2 separate regions of the Oncorhynchus mykiss genome follow, and region 2 is linked to region 1. The links are chromatin contacts, called in public Hi-C maps. All regions are on one chromosome and are shown on one strand. The core of a region is the stretch at or near the end of the contact, and the rest is flanking DNA. Distances in the headings are between cores, read along the strand shown.

Region 1 (4,716 bases), core at 959-3,458:
CGTCCCGTGGAAAGGACACCAATCCCAAAGAATTTTTTTATTTTTGTATTTTTTTTAAATGAATTTTACCCCCTTTTTTCACCCCAATTTTGTAGTATCCAATTGTTTTTAGTAGTTACTATCTTTTCTCATCGCTACAACTCCCGTACGGGCTCGGGAGAGACGAAGGTCGAGAGTCATGCGTCCTCCGAAACACAACCCAACCAAGCCGCACTGCTTCTTAACACAGTGCTCATCCAACACCCCTAGCGACCTGGTCAGCATGCACTGCGCCCAGCCCGCCACAGGAGTCGCTAGTGCGCGATGAAACAAGGATATCCATACCGGCCAAACCCTCCCTAACCCGGACGCTAGGCCAATTGTGCATTGCCCCATGGACCTCCCGGTCGCGGCCGGCTGCAACAGAGCCTGGGCTTGAACCCAGAGTCTCTGGTGGCACAGCTAGCACTGTGATGCAGTGCCTTAGACCACTGCGCCACCCTGGAGGCCTAAAAAAGTTATTTAAAGGGATACTGAGAGATTTCAAGATTTTGGTTGTTTCTCTACTTACCTAAAGTCAGACAAACTCATTCCATGGAGGGCCGAGTGACTGCAGGTTTTCGCTCCTCCCTTATAGACTGGTTAGCTGACAACTTTACGAAAACGATGAGCATGGTTCAATGGGGGCGTGACGTCCGTGTGCTGTTATGATTCAGGATCACAGAGAACGATAGAGGCCTCTAGTGGCCATAAGGCTGTATTACAAACTTATTGGCTGATCCTTCCTGGTGACCCTGTTGGAACCATGTCCAACTTGGTCATCAGGAGGGATCAGCCAATCGTGAAGAAGAAAATTGAATAGTTTAAAATGGAGATAGCCTCAATGGCGCTTCCCATGCTGTAACAGATGCCATAATGGCACGGATACAATAATGAGGCCTCTTTCCAGCTCTATGTTCTTGATGGCCAGATAGCTAGCAACAATGACAAGAGGCTGCCATGTGGGGAATCGTTGGTAGCTCGTTTCAGCTAGTTTTATCTTGTTATTGATACCATGTCTTGTTTTGAGGTGTTTGACTGATCTCACGTCTATGCTAATATGGCTAAAATTAGTTAGCTAGTTAACCAACAACTGTAATGATGTATTTGAGAGACCATAAGTGCTCATTGTGCAAATGTATTTATGCTTTTGAATAACTATTGGAGACTAAATATAGTTTACATGTTATCAACAATCGAAGCCAACCCTGTCTGTTTTGCCCCATAGTTGCGCACACCAGTGGAGGCTGCTGAGGGGCGGACAGCTCATAATAATGTCTGGAACGGTGCAAATGTAATGGCATCAAACACATGGAAAACATGTGTTGGATGTATTTGATCCCATTCCACAAATTCCGCTCCAGCCATTACCACGAGGCCATCCACCCCAATTAAAGTGCCACCAATCTCCTGTGGCACACATGTCGGTTTTTGTTGCTAAACAACCAACCCGTCGATACTTGATTGATGAATTGAGGTCACTGATTAGTAAGGAACCCCCCTCACAAGGTTGTCTAGGTCTTAATTGAAAAGACAAAACAAAACCAGCAGACACTAGCGCCTTGTCCATGGAAGGAGTTTGACACCCTTTGGTTAGTTAGAATGTCTATTTCTCTGCTTTGAGATGAGCTGGCTACTGTTCCCGGGAGACTTCCAGTAATTGTGCTAAACTAACAATATGCAGAATTCAACTGTCTCCAAACTACACGAAGAGACATGCAAATGGAATCCATGAGTTAGTCTGACTGGGCATTGGAGTTAGAGGTTTCGCTCACAGACAGAGTGACAGTGACAACAAAGAAGCAACAAGGAGAAGCAGAGACAGAGCGACAGCAGAGATAAACAACACAACAGGGAGGAAACAGAGTTTTTACATGTTGTATTTGGTTAAAAAGAGCTGTTAAAAATCATGTTTAGCCAATCATAGGTAGAGTAAAAGTTGAGGAACACTGCACTATAGTGTACTGTCTATGTTAATGCCCCGGGCTGGATCTTTGTCCCAGTCTGTCCCTGGACTTAATTAAGCACTTGTGTAATGAGTAGGATTCTGTGTTTTCCCAAGAAAAATGTCGTTTTATTTGCATTTCCAATTAAAATATATGTATGTTGTTTCTGGACTATCCACCATGCTGCCTGGTTGACAATATGTCCGAGCGGAGCAGATTACTGTTCGATTTTAGAAGGGCGCTCCTCCCTCACCGCTTTTGCCCATTCTCGTCACGGGCCATAGACCGGTGCTCTGCAGCTCAGCATAATGGAAACCGCCCAGTGGTAAACGGCCTGAGTGGGACATCTTCATTAATCCACCATCTTTGATGCTCTTCCACCCGGAAATAAGCAGCATTTTTAAAGATGGCGGAGCAAGGGCCAATGGCGATAGCTATGCGGCTAAGAAATCAACTCCAGTCCGTATATAAGCTCGACCCTTTACGAAATGAGGTAGGTACCAATTTAGTTTCGGACTCTATAGAAGCGACAAGACCAGTAAGAATTGTTTAAGTTAATTAGAGCTGAATCTAGCTACATAACTACGACGAGGAAAAGCAGCAATGCGAGCGCTTCCTCCTGTCACCAAAGTGATGGAGAGAGAGCTGCCTACGTGTGCGCAGGCGTGTGTGGAAGAGTCTACCCGTGTTTTCTGGGCAGCTACTGCAAGGTCCTTCGTGCAAATGTGTACCGTTAAATCCCCGGTTTTTACACCTGTAACGGTCTACATTATTAGTTAAAAGACGCATTTGCGTTTTGGATAAATGGAAATGAGTTTATAGGTAGCTAGCTAATTATGTTTACTAGGCTAGCTAGCTTCTGGTGACGGACTTATCGAACCTTGCTTGTAAAATGACTAATATTTGTCTTACCTGTGTCCTTTATTTGTAATTCCATGTGTAGCGTACTGTGTTGCTAGCGATAGCTTACAAATAAAGATGTATAGATTCTACACTGTTATTATTGACATTGTGTTAGCTTACGTTAGCATAATAGATACTCTGCTACAATGTTGCAGCCACCTGACACGCCAACCTGCCTGTGTGTGTGTGTGTGTGTGTATTGGTTACATACTACACACATTTTGCAGCTGTTATCGCAGGTCAAGCGAAATGCTTATGTTTCTCGCTCCAACAGTTCAGTAAGAACTAACAGTGCGAAACAAAACAAACAAATCCCCCAAAGTGAGAAATATCAACCTAGTGGAAAAGAGCAATCATCATATTGTTATTCGAATGAACTCATCAGCCTGTCTTCTCTAGAATGTAAACATTCTAGCTCGTTTTTGACATTAATGTAATACATTGTTGCTGCTCAGAAAATAATTCAAGAAAATGAAGGTATACTTTCTACTCGAGATTTCAATAGCAATGTTATTATTGTTGAAGGAGGAAGTCAAGTTGAAGATCAAAGACCTGAACGAGCACATAGTGTGCTATCTCTGTGCTGGGTACTTCATCGATGCCACAACTATTACAGAGTGTCTGCATACATGTAAGTGGGCCCAGCCTGTGTTTTCAATGTTTTGGCTTCTTGCCCTCTGAGAAATGGGCAAACTGTTATAGACATGTGTATAAACCCTGGATTGCTGATGCCTTGTCACTCTCCAGAAGAAGTTGTCCTGCATAGGAATGAATGGAATTCTACAGTATTTACATTAATTGTTTCAAGGACAATATTACATTTATTTAAAGGGATACTTGTGGATGTTATTTACTTCCCCAGAGTCCAATGAACTTGTGGATACCATTTTGATGTCTCTGTGTCCAGTATGAAGGAAGTTGGAGGTATTTTTGCAAGCCAAATCCTAGCCTCAGCCATTGCGCTAAAGATACCCATAGACTTCCAGCCTTTACCGCAACTACTTCTAACATCATTCATACTGGACCCTGAGACATACAAAAATCCCGAACTATCCCGTGAAGTATTTGTTGTTGTAGTGGGGACAGTAACATTAGAACTTTACAAAAATATATACTTTAAGGATGGCTCACGTAAGTATGGATTAAGGTGTCTGTAATAGAATAAATGTGGCAAAAATGAATGTAAACATTAACAAATGCATTTCTATAGAATCCAAAATATTTTTTACAATGGTGAGGGAGTGCCCTAGCCTACTTATTGCCTGTGAATGCATAGTTGTATAGTACATTTTAATGTTATTATTAAATAACATTAATGGCTAATGTCTCTTCTGCTTCTATTTCAGTCTGTAAAAGTTGTATTGTGAAATACCTCCAAACCAGCAAGTATTGTCCAATGTGCAACATAAAGATCCACGAAACACAGCCTTTATTGAACCTGAAATTGGATAGAGTGATGCAAGACATTGTCTACAAACTGGTTCCAGGACTTCAAGAAAGTAAGTAGGCTAATACTGGTTCTCATTTTTGTTACATAGTACTTTAGTATTGGTTTTGTTGTTACACAAGTCGAATAAAGAACAGTCGCTATTTATCCTGTGTACTTCGGAGAGAAAAGAGCTCTCAACTCCTAATTGGAACAGCGTTAGTTAAACTTCAGGAGGAAGCAGCATTGCATTGTTAGCCATTTAGCATGGGTTGATTTTTTTGTATGTGAACGTCCTTTATTTTCTGTTCTTTGTAAACAGGTGAGGACAAGCGAATTAAAGAATTCTATCAGTCGCGTGGGCTTGAGAGAGTTGTCCAACCCTCTGGAGAAGGTAAGCCTTTACAAGGGAAAAAATTACCT
Region 2 (4,716 bases), core at 940-3,439, 320 kb after region 1:
AATTATCAATAAGCAACAAAAAAAACAAGGTTCTATGTAAAACTACATCTGCATGTATCTATCCCTTTCAGAGGCTCTGGGCTATATCCCTTACATAGACGGAGAATAAACTAGTTGCTTGTGTAAGCCTACCTCTGCTTGCAGCTTCTCGTCTATCAAGGTCTGCTGATTGGAAATTGCAGCATAGCGGTGCTCTTTGAGGTGGAGGATCTCATCTTCTCTGATAGGCCTGGTATCAAAATGAAACAAAGATTACCTCAAGCTCACCTTGACATTATTCTTCTGAAATGCATTTGCCCAGTCCCCTGAAACAAATTTTATAAAACATACCTGGGACAGCTTTGTGGACTCTCTGCCTGAAATTAGAATAAGACAACTTCAAACCAAAAGTGGGCAAAGAATAATGTGCAATATGACAACACTCATTGTGTCTTCTGTGCACCTTCAGACAATATCACACTTTGGGATTGTTTCAATCGAACAAATATGGTCTACATGTTCACACTTACCTCGTCACTCTCAACGAGGTTTTCAAACTGTGGAGAAAGAACTGCACTGTAAGTATTAGCTTGTTACATCACCTTCTTTCTTCGAACCAAGTGATTTATGGTAAAACATGTCATCTTCCAGAAAAATCTATGTAACATACCTCTATTGTGTAATGTTCCCCAGCAGTACTGCTTCTGAAGTATTTTGACCTGCATGGACAGAAATATGAAAATACTGTCATCAATTTAGGCTGATTTTGGTCACTTTGGATTTACATGATTGTCATAGCTAGTTCTTTCAACAGAATATATATGGAATATACATCAAAACTAACATTAAAGCCTAACTGATATCAACATCAAGCCTACAGTTTAAATCTGTGTACGTGACTAATACACTTTGATTTGTCAACTCAGAATGTGATTTTCCCTCTAAGGAAGCATGGAATGAGTCTTCTGCCTACAAAATGTTTTAGATTTGTTTAAATTAGAATTCAATAAAGCATAATCAAATATTAGAAGGAAACGCATTATGCACTCCCAAAAATGATGATTGGCAAGACCCATATGATTTTTTATTTTACCTTTATTTAACAACAAATTCTTATTTACAATGACGGACTAGGAACAGTGGGTTAACTGCCTTGTTCAGCGAAAAAACGACAGATTTATACCTTGTCAGCTCGGGGATTCGATCTTGCAACCTTTCTGTTACTGACCCAACGCTCTAACCACTAGGCAAGGTGAGGAACGTTTCAGTATTGACAATAGGGTCACAGATTGAACAATGAGACAGATATTTCACCGGGTCTAGTGAAAAATGTACTCTTGCTAAAGTTTCCTAAAATCGCGTTTTTTAAGGAGTGCAAGGGCGAATTTAGTTATTGCACACGTGCACTTCACAGGCGTTCCCTAACGAAAATATGCAAATACATAGTATAATGCGCCAATAGGATCTCGCGAGTTCGTGCTTGACTCTGCCCCACTTCATATGCTTGTTCTGCCCACTATGACTCATTTGTTCACACTGGAAACTATAGGCTGTGGTCTATCTTGGGTTAGTTATAAACATCTTCGGTACAGTATAGGGTATAGGTTTAGAAACTATGATTGCTGAAAAACCTAACTACCTAGTAGAGAAAGGTATTTGACAAGCAACTGTGGCACGTATAAACTCTTGGGCACCGTGGAGGTTTTGACGCTGCATTGTAACGTTATTGTATGACAGCCAACCCACTGAATACGTGTATCTAGCTAGCTAACCTAAGCTGGTCAACGCTAGTTTAAAGGGCGTATCACTTACCCGCCTCCTCGTTTTATCCTGTTCGCTTCTCTTCTGAAGATCCCAGAACAATAAGCCCAACAGTTCCCCATCGCATTCTGTCAAAAATACAACTTCGTTGGGTTGGGCGCTAACTTCCTGGATATTCTGAGAAAATAGTTGGATAGCTAGCACAGGCGTTTCATTCCTAAAATCTTCGACCCGTCGCCGCGGACATTAGCTAGCGCTTAAAATTAAAGGGTGACATGACACCCAGTGCACAACAACTCATCGTGATACAGCCTATATTTTTATATACAGAAGCCTGTTGAACATCAAGATTAATCAGAAAAATGTGGCTAGCAACAGCCGTGGTTTTTTGAAGTCTCATTCAATACTTCCTTTTCCTCGTTCTAGGCACGTGACCCATGTTTAGCTACGGAATCTAACCTGGCTCAAACGAAATGTGCGCGCTTCAGATCCAAAAACACTGTTTTTCAGGCAAGAAACTACTAGGCCCACCATTATTTTTGTAAAACCAACAACTTTTTAGTGTCTTTTCCCCCATCCTCTGTAGTTCTTACATAGGACTGGTATAAATGAAAACATAGACAGCATATTAAATGTTGTACAACATTACAGTAGCCCACATATATTTTAAAACATTATTTTCTCCATTGACACATTGTTCCCTTGGCGCAATTTGGTAGATTATAATTTCAACACTCAATGATAAACATATGTACATGGTAAGCATAAAAATGGACATCTTTAAAAGTATAGATTGATAGTGGTTGCAGTTAAAGGAGATTTTGGGGGGTAAGCCTACCTGTGACCTTCCAAATCTAATACATGAGAAGCCTGGGCTTCTAAGTTTAGTGCATATACTGCATTCAAAGCCAAGTGAAGAGATGGTGGTAATACAAGTTTTGAAGTCGTAAGTAATGTTTTGCTGTTGTTATTGTGGTAATTTCCTTAATAGGTGACATCAGAGGTCAACATTTGGGAACTCTGGGATATAGGCCTAATGGTGCTTTTGAGACAAAAAAAAATCCAAATCAAATGTATTTATATATCCCTTCTTACATCAGCTGAAATCTCAAAGTGCTGGGCAGTGTTGTAGTACTCAAGTCTGGTTTCAAGACCACATTGAGTGTTCGGTCTTGGATAAATGTTTACACCGTCTCAGACAACGAGGACTCTTAATTGTTTCCCCGAGACCAGGAGAATAAAAAAACTCAGAATTATCAACTCCCATTCAGTCAGCAGATAAAACCGCTTTGCCAGTCCAAATATCCTCACTCCTTTCAAGTCACCTTAATATTTTATCACCTATTGAAACCTGGGCTTACTACTTTACTCGTAACATTACTGTCCTTTGCTCTTGTTGAAAAATATCTTCAAACTTGGTTTGAATATCCTTGATTCGCTGTAGGGAAGAGTGGGGGAAATTGTTTGAAAGTTGCACGCTCACTATTAGTAAGGGGAGACCGAGGAAAGTTGTAAAATATTTTGTCTTATCTAATATAGCGAGGAAATTTGTAACATATTTTGTCTGTCTAATATAGACCTGTTTAGGTTAGTGCTAATTTGTAGAGTGCAGTGGTGGAAAAAGTACCCAATTGTCATACTTTAGTAAAAGTAAAGATACTGTAATAGAAAATGACTCAAGTAAAAGTGAAAGTCGCATCGTAAAATACTACTTGAGTAAAAGTCTAAAGGTATTTGCTTTAAAATATACTTAAGTATCAAAGTAAATGTAACTGATCAAATATACTTAAGCATTAAAAGTCAAAGTATACATCATTTCTAATTCCTTATATTAAGCAAGCCAGAAGGCACCTTTTTCATGTTTTTTATTTTTTATTTACAGATAGCCAGGGACACACTCCAACACTCAGACATAATTTACAAATGAAGCGTGTGTGTTTAGTGAGTCCGCCAGATCAGAGGCAGTAGGGATGACCACAGATATTCTCTTAATAAGGGCGTGAATTTGACCATTTTCCTGTCCTGCTAAGCTTTTCAAAATGTAACTAATACTTTTGGGTGTCAGGAAAAATGTATGGAGTAAAAAGTACATTATTTTCTTTAGGAATGTAGTAAAGTAAAAGTAGTCAAAAATATAAATAGTAAAGTAAAGTACAGATACCCCCCAAAAAACTACTGAAGTAATACTGTCAAATATTTTTTACTTAAGTACTTTACACCATTGGTAGAGTGGCTCTGTATTTGCCATCATATTGCATTTTTTTCACCATTCTAAATCTCTAAAGAATCTTCTTCTTTTGTGGAGTTTAACGGAGGTTGGCATCCAATATGTTGCATTTCCGCCCCCAACTGAACATTAGTATAAATCCATTAGAGTTTTGTAAATATTTGTAATTACCCTACCTCATTAGAAACCTACTACCCCATTCCACTACTTTGACCCTACTTGCTTCTGCACCAAGGTTGGGATACCACCACTAAACACACCCTGTAACAAATATCGTATGCCCAAATACTTCCCTGTAGCTGCCACCACAACATCAATTTTCTGTGACTTACATTCTATTTCTGCGATAGAGTCGATAACCATTGCTTATGAACGCTAAGAAGCCAACCTTACTGAAGCATATATCAATCGTTGGCCTATCCCTCTGCTGGCACAGATGTTCTACTCTCAGGATCCCTCACCCTTAACCCATCCTTCTCTACTGTCTTCTCTGCATCATCATACAACACCTTTTGCACTACTCTGACTCTAGCCACCTCAATCTGCCTCGTACCGGACACTTCCGGTCCCCCCCAGCAACATGGGCACCCCTACAGTTGACACACACAATGGATCCACCAAAAGGCAAGAGTCCACTTTCTACCAAAATATCACTCCTACTGGACCAGGTTCTTCTTTATCATGTCCATCGATACCAGGCTCGGGTCCGAGCTCTTCACCACACCTTCCATCTCACTTAACTAGCCCTC

The links. Hi-C and Micro-C count contacts between places; a contact is called where the count stands out from the background.
Region 2: a contact with region 1 is called in a Hi-C map of blood, with 5 times the contacts expected there. The contact joins the promoter of LOC110505098 here to the promoter of LOC110505094 in region 1. A contact is called at or near these places in 2 of 3 Hi-C or Micro-C datasets (blood and liver).

Annotation. Positions count from the first base shown.
Region 1 is chr31:35,276,738-35,281,453 of USDA_OmykA_1.1, forward strand. LOC110505094 (polycomb group RING finger protein 1) reads left to right here and starts at 2,209. Exons shown (of 9, transcript XM_021584061.2): 1 at 2,209-2,457; 2 at 3,393-3,498; 3 at 4,214-4,366; 4 at 4,616-4,687. The coding sequence starts at 2,371.
Region 2 is chr31:35,598,569-35,603,284 of USDA_OmykA_1.1, forward strand. LOC110505098 (AP-1 complex-associated regulatory protein) reads right to left here and starts at 2,190. Exons shown (of 9, transcript XM_021584069.2): 1 at 1,792-2,190; 2 at 650-698; 3 at 510-536; 4 at 331-356; 5 at 133-229. The coding sequence starts at 1,862.